2 separate regions of the Anas platyrhynchos genome follow, and region 2 is linked to region 1. Evidence: chromatin contacts called from public Hi-C data. All regions are on one chromosome and are shown on one strand. Each heading gives the region's core, a stretch centred on a gene start, on an enhancer-like site or on the middle of the called end of the contact. The rest is flanking DNA. Distances are from core to core; before and after follow the strand shown.

Evidence for each region. Hi-C and Micro-C count contacts between places; a contact is called where the count stands out from the background.
Region 2: a Hi-C map of subcutaneous adipose tissue shows a contact between it and region 1, with 3 times the contacts expected there. The contact joins two enhancer-like sites. A contact is called at or near these places in 3 of 8 Hi-C or Micro-C datasets (liver, skeletal muscle and subcutaneous adipose tissue).

The regions. Positions count from the first base shown.
Region 1 is chr14:1,043,028-1,046,540 of IASCAAS_PekinDuck_T2T, forward strand. The region is part of intron 2 of LOC110353236 (a long non-coding RNA gene); the gene reads left to right. Among named protein-coding and RNA genes, the nearest start is that of NR3C1, 68 kb to the right of the region's middle. Within about 2 kb of position 1,549, at least 4 of the 8 cell types and tissues checked have an H3K27ac peak or open chromatin away from gene starts, as enhancers often do. A contact at or near this core is called in subcutaneous adipose tissue, where this site is marked.
Region 2 is chr14:1,283,437-1,286,949 of IASCAAS_PekinDuck_T2T, forward strand. ARHGAP26 (Rho GTPase activating protein 26) reads right to left here. Exons shown (of 23, transcript XM_072023306.1): 9 at 3,318-3,418; 10 at 1,263-1,357. Among named protein-coding and RNA genes, the nearest start is that of ARHGAP26, 24 kb to the right of the region's middle. Within about 2 kb of position 1,910, at least 4 of the 8 cell types and tissues checked have an H3K27ac peak or open chromatin away from gene starts, as enhancers often do. A contact at or near this core is called in subcutaneous adipose tissue, where this site is marked.

The sequences.
Region 1 (3,513 bases), core at 299-2,798:
CTGGATTCATTCTGAGCATTTTTCCACTGATATTTAATACTTGCTGTTCAGACTGTAACAGCTATGCTTGTAGGTGAAAAAACTCATGTTGTGTTGCCAAAAGAAGAAATATAAGCCAAACTGCTTGTGTTAATATTTGCATTTGCAAGTACTGACTTTTCTCCAGTACTAGACCCTCTCTAGTAGTAAAAGGACCCGAGAAATATGTTTGCTGGTTAGAGGGAAGGATGCAAAAAATATTCATGGAAAATACCTCTTATTCAGTAATGTTTTCAAAATATATAGAGTACTTGGAAGTGTCAGCTGTCTGCTTAGCAGCTAGAAAATATTATGCTATGGTCCCGTCCCCTAGAACAATTTCCTATTTGCTCTAACTGCTGTGTTCAGGCTTTAAGGAGCAGTTAACCCAACGCTGTAACGGCTGGGCTGCTGTGGGCCACTCCGTGCTGGCTGGGTTTGGCTTTTTGTCTCTAACCCCTGTAATGGTGAGATGAGCTTTGGTGCTTTTGCCAGGTGCCTTGTGTTTGGATGTGGCAGAAAGTGGCCTTCAGTGCAAAGACTGCCTGTAACTCCCTTTTCTGGACTTGGAAGCTCTGACCTTCCATTTGAGGATGACACAGGACAGGACTTGCTTTTGCTTTCAGCTCTTCCCTCAAGAAGAAATCTGTTTCACCAGATATAGACTTGGTCCTACTTTCTTTGGGGGAGAGTTTCTGACTGGGTGAATGCTGGCGGGCGCGAGCCCTGGTGCACAGAGGGATGTGCTTTTAGGCCCAGTGCTGCAGGACTGAAGGGTGGGAGAGGGCACCCAGATGGAGCCCCTAGGGGACCTGCCACAAAGCCATGCCTGGGGGAGCAAAACCCTCTGTAGGAGTGTTTTAATTGTTCGAACTGTGACTGCTTTGGGGCAAACGAAGGTGTAGCTGTGGTGTACCACGAGCCCCACGGGACACCACCTCCTGCACCCTGAGGAGAGCAGTGGGCACTGGGGGTGCTGCCGGGCGAGGGCTGGGCTGCTCCTGGTTCCCCTGCCTGGGGAAGGGGCAGAAGCCAGGCAGCCCTTGGCAGTGTTTGGGGGCTCGACAGAAGGCAGGGGAGCTGTGCGGGCATCGCAGCGAAACCTGCCCGGATGGAAGATGGCTGAGTACAGCCTATTGAGTACAGCCTATTGCATCCTGAGGGCAACGAGCACTTAATCCCCCTCTCCTGGGGGTCGGCCTGCACCGGGCAGAGCTCTGCCTCGCCTTCAGACCCCCCCATGTCCGCTCCCGCTTTGGAAGGCCGGCGGGGGGGGCCTGGGCCCGGCAGGGGGGGCCCGGGCCCGGCAGGCGGCGCCGCGGAGCGCTCGGAGGCCGCTGGCGGGGGGCCGGGCCGGGCCGGGCCGTGGCGGGGGCACCCCTGGGCCGCGGAGCGGAGCCTCAGCAGCTGGGGGGGACCCGAGCCCCACCGACGGCCCCAGGGCCGAGAAACCCTGCTAAGCGGGGAGCAGGGAGCCTCTGCCACGGGTGCTCTTCATCCTTTCGGCCTCTTGCTGCGGGAAGCTGTCTGCCATAAACAAAAGCGCCGAGGCATGCGGTGGCAAGGAGGCAGGATGCTCCCCCAGCTGTCCCTCAGGCCCTCGCAGTTTGCCCCGAGTGTTTGTCGCTGGGACTGGCAACAATAATGATTGCACGGTTTGATGAAGTCCGCGTTCTTTTTTAGAAAATGGAATTTATGCGACGAACGTGCCTCTCGCTGCTGGCCGTGCGCTGTCACAACGAGAGGAAGAGACTTGCGGGGTGGAATTGTGCTCCCAGTCGCATTGATTTAGCGATTAGTGTCATGTTCGTCTTGAATTTTGTGATTTCTGCTCATTAACCTGAAAATGTTCCTGCAATTTTCTTCTCCTAGACTGCTTTGAAAGTACCAAAGCGGATTGTATTCAGTGTCTGAGTGCGTGAGAGCAACTGTCTCCTGCAAGGCACTAAACAATAGGGAGAGTCTGAGAAGCACTAAATAATACTTAAATCATTACATTTTATCATTTGTTTAAATCCTTGATTTAAATACTATTTGTCTGTTTTATTTCAGCTGTTTGAAGATTTGGACTAGATCACTATATATATGTATATATATATATATATATTAAAAAAAAACAACACTTCAACTCTCTCTGCACTGCCTAATTGTTGTAGTTAGTAAATAAATAATGTGGTCCCAATTCTGATCTCATTTGCTGTAGTTATACCCTGGCTCGCTTCCACCAACTGTAAGGAAATTGATTTCTATTTTACAGTACTTTGCACAGCCTATTGCACGCTGCACCATCTGTGTGCACTTGCTTGCACCCTGTCAGGCTAATGTGGACTCATTTTAGGACTGAGACGAGCAGATCAGAGAGAAATGAGAGCAGCAAAGCCCTCTCCACGCAGCCCTGCCAAGTCAGGTGGAGATTTGGGGGAATGACTGCGGGGTCCGGAGGTGCCACTTCAGCCTCGCAGCCCCCAGCCTGGAGCTGTGCCCGTTCTCCCCATCAGATATCAAGCATCGTTTGATTCCCGTGTTCAGTTCTGAGTTGTGTTTTTTTGTTGTTGGGTTGATTTTATTTTATTTTATTTTTAATCCAACGGCTATCCTCATTATACCCCTGCTGTATCTATTATCGTTCTTGGTGGCATGCACATCCACTTGTCTTCCTCTAAAATTAGCTGTGGCACAGAGAGGTTTGTGGTTGGCAGCATCTCCTCCCTACTGGAGCTCTTGGCTGGCAAATAACCATGGCAAGGCTGTTTTGGGGAGCTGCAAGAGGGGTTCCACCAAAGTGCTGGTGGAAATGCCAAGGAGGGCTGCCTGCGCTCACCACTGGATGCGGTTGCTGTGTCATCATTCTGTGTCCTGAAGTCACACAGTAAATGTCCGGCTGCTCTTGTGACCCTGTGTGTTAGTGTAGGCCAGCCCAAGGCACTATTCCCTTTTCAGTTTGGATGCTTTATACCCCACACAAGGGATGGAAAGGGCAAATTCCTAAAATTGTACCCCCAAAAGCCATTTGACAGGCCCTCAGCCAGGCAGGGGAAATGTGCCCAGTGGCTTGGGACGCTGCGGCTCCAGGAGGCAGTGAGGGGCAGGGGTAAGAGCATGAGGAGTTCTGGAGAAAGGGGGGGAGCTCGGGGGCAAAACCTCTGCCTCCAGATACGGGGCTGACCTTGCTGACTCTGCTCTCACTGAGTTGGAGAACTGTCTCAAAATTCCTTTGCTCTCCTTTCCCAGACTGCTTTCTTTGAGCCAGGTTATAAACTCATCTGCCCAAACAGTAACCTAATAAGCTACAGGATATTCCAGAATGTGCAATCTATTTCTTTCATGTGCTAATTGTGCTTTAAACAGCAATTTGCCTCATTGGACTCTCTCATATCTTGCGTAAGCACTGGCAACAGTCATGTCACTCCTTTGTTTGCAGTGAGCATCTGTACTTTTTTTTTTTTCTAATGGAACAGTTTCTTACAAATTATGTATATATATTTTTATGCAGGC
Region 2 (3,513 bases), core at 660-3,159, 240 kb after region 1:
CAGATCGGGGGCAGCGCCCAGCCCGCAGCTCCTCTCCTCCTGCCTGAATCACGCTGGGAAGCACCGTGCCGGGCAGCCAGCAACGAGTTTTTATACCAAGAACACGCACAGCTGCCTGCACACTGGGCAGAAAAAGCAGCTTTTCGGTTCATGTTTTCTGCTCTCGTGGCTCTCAGGCAGGGGAGCCGGGAACACGTATGTGAAATGAGCAATTTCTCAGGTTTCCCCGCCTTCGCCGCTCCCCTGCCATTATTTACATTTAGCTGGCGCATTTCTGGAGCAGCTCTTGATCCCATGCCTAGCAGGCTCCAGACATCAAGGGAAGGTTCAGCCGTCTCTGAAAGCACTACAGAAGAAAACTATTGTGGTGGCTGGCTTCTCCTCCTCCCAGTTTTATTTTGATTTTCACGTTTAAAAAAAAAAAAAAAAACACTCCTCAGGGCATAGGAAAAAAATCCCAGCGTCAGCAGAAATCCTGCAGCTTCCTGGAGGAAAACGGAGCTCCAGGGAGTGGGCAGCACGGCCAGCGAAGGGGAGAGGACAGCTGGAACGGGAGCAGGCACAAACCTGGGAGGGCACAGATACTCCGTGACTTTGGAGCATGCTTTGGGAAAGCAGGTCAGCGTCCTGCAGAGAGGAAGGGACGAGGCAGTAACACCGCGTGGAGCAGCAGCACCAGCTCGGTTTTGCTGTTTATGTAGGGAAGCCATGCGTGATGCTAGCTGGACACAAACAGGCTCCCATTCCTGGGCGCATTTTACTCGTTTGGGGAAAAAGAAACAAACTGGAAGTGCCCAGAGCTGTGAGCTGGGCTTCCAGCGCTGACCAGCCACAGCACGGCGGCTGCAGCCCGGCCCCGGCACAAAAGCCAAAGTTATTTCAGCACATACCCAGCGCTGGAAAGAGGCACCCCAGCCCTGCCAAGACACATGCAGCGTGTCTTTTCCGTCCTTGTGACCATTTACCCTGCACGGCCAGAGCCTGCAGAAGTGCTAAAACACCGTTCAGTTCAGAACGAGCAGAGTAAACTCGGCACCTTGTAAAACGAAGCGCTAACCCAACACCCCGCGAGCACCTGGCTGCGAGCACCGGGGAGATGCGTTTCCACAGCCTAAAGCTTTCCACTCGCGGAGGGTACGACCACAGCAGCAGGCAGACACCCAAGCTGCGCGGGAAGCATCCAGGAAAGCCTCCTGGAAAGCCGGGGGCAGGCACCGCGGGCCCGAGGTGCACCCCAGGCTGCGACGCCCCTCGGCACTCACCGGTCGACGGCTTCCACATCAAAGCAAAATCTCTTCTCGATCGAGTCGGTTTTCCGCCGTGTGCAAGATTTGAGGATAACAGCTTCGTCTTCTCCCTGAGAAGAGACAGAATCACAGGTAAGGCGGAGAACAGCCAACCGTGCGCCTGCCCCCAGCGCCCATCGCGCTCCCCATTACCGCGTTCAAACCAGAGGGAGCTTTGGTAACACCAGCAACGCATCGCCTGCTAGAAATGCGTAATTACACATCCCAAATGAGGGCTTGTCTTTCCACCTTGGCAGACGTGGTTATTCCAAAACAAGGAAGTGTCCCTTCTGAGGGCACGCGGTGAGCTTCATGCACCGCGTATCGCGCAGCCCACGTTTCAGGCAGGCAGGGAGCGTTGGACCGCAACTTTTGGGCAAAGCTTTATTTTCCATTGCTGAACAATGCCTCACAGACCTGGCTGTCAATTCTCACTCCAGCGCTGGCTGCATTTTTGGCAGCGTTCTGCACACACAAACCCCTAACGGGAGCAAACATGTCTTCAAATGTTTATTATTTAACAAAGCAATGACAAAACCGTCCTCCCATCCAGGCATCCGCATCCAAGCCGTGCTGGATTTCCCCACGCCGAGCAGCAGTCGGACAGGATCTGCGTGCACTGCTGTCCTCTGCTGGAGGAAGGCCCTCCTCAGGCCCTGCCAGCACAGAAAATTCTCCCTTTGCGATTTTTAAAATCCACCGATGACTCAATAGAAGATAAATCCTGCGCGTGTTCCTGGAGACGGCCGCTTCTCTGTGCTCTCCGTGCTGTTCTAGACGACACCTTGGCTGACCACCCTGTTCCCTGACATCGCCGTTTTCCAGGAAACCTATTTAGGGCCCCAGCAGGAACTCGGAAGGACAGCTCGGAGGGGTCTCTGCAGGGCTGCTCCCCAGGGTCTGGCACGCTGCCTGCGCCCTGCCGCTCACCGCGGGCACGAGGCTGCTCCCGAGCTGCCCTGCTCCCCCTGGTATTCGGGGAATGCCCCACTTCAGAGCCGCCGATATCAAACGATATCCAACGCCAGCCGCAGCCCCAGGCACGCTCGTGAGAGGCTGGCAGCAGCAGAGCCTGTGGTGGCCCACGTGTGGCTGTCCCCTCCTGCAGCACCACCCCGTGCCCGCAGCGCACAGACCCCAGGACACCCGGCCACGGCGCTCGCTGGTGAGCTGTGCACAGCCTGCACGGGGCTGTGCTTCAGGGGGAGCACAGGGCACGAGACCCAGCACAGGCAGTGCTTTCTGCCAGGATGCTACAAGCCTCCAGACCTCAGGAGAGCAGCGCCGGAGCGGGCGCCCGCCCTGCACGAGGAGGGCACTGCGGTGTGCGGCAGCGCCCACACCCCGGGCACCGGGGAAGCCGTGAAGTGGGCAGGGACCACATGAAATAACACACAGCAGCTGACAATTACAAGGCTGGCATACTTGAAGGCTAAGTTATAATGAAGATGCTCCGAGGCAAGAGGAAATTCATTTTAAAACTTGCCCTGCTCCCTTTGCCAGCTCCCTTTGCCAGCAAGGAGCCGCACAGAAGCCTGCAGAGCTGCCACAGGCAGCTCCCCTGGACGGGGACGATGCTCGCAAACCACCCCAGCTGGGAACACACCGGGGGGCTTCATTGTTCCTGCTTTAGAGGAGAGGAAAGCCAGACCCTGCTACAGCTGGGCTTACGCTGCCCGGGAGCGCTCCCCCTGCACTGGCACACGGGGTCCGAAGGGAGCTGCACGCTCTCCTGCAGCTCTGCCCAAAACGGCCCAAAAGGAAGCAGCTTTATCGGCCAAGCCACAGGCAGCGGGGAAGGAGCAAAACAACCGACAGCCTGCCTGCCCTGCTCCTGCAGGAATCAGGGACCGGGAACCAGGCGGTCACGAGGGTGTGCATAGCACGGCCGCTGCGCCCCCAGAACTGCCACCACCGCCTCTGCCAGCAGCATCACGGCACGGCCAGGGCGCACGGCCAGGGGGCACAGCCAGGGACACGGCCACAGCAGAGACCTCCCCAGGACACATCCAGCTGCGTGCTGACACTCACCGCTTTTCCTCCAGATTTCTGGTCGAACGGCACCATCGTTATCCGCTTGGATTCCCGCTCGTATGTGCAGTAATGCTTCACCCAGGCCGTACTGAAGTGACCTGCAAAGCAAACGCAGTTTTTATTCCCAGAACTAGGAGGGTTTGACTGCTCTGACACTAATAACCCGCAGGTTTAACGATCCTTTAGCACAGCG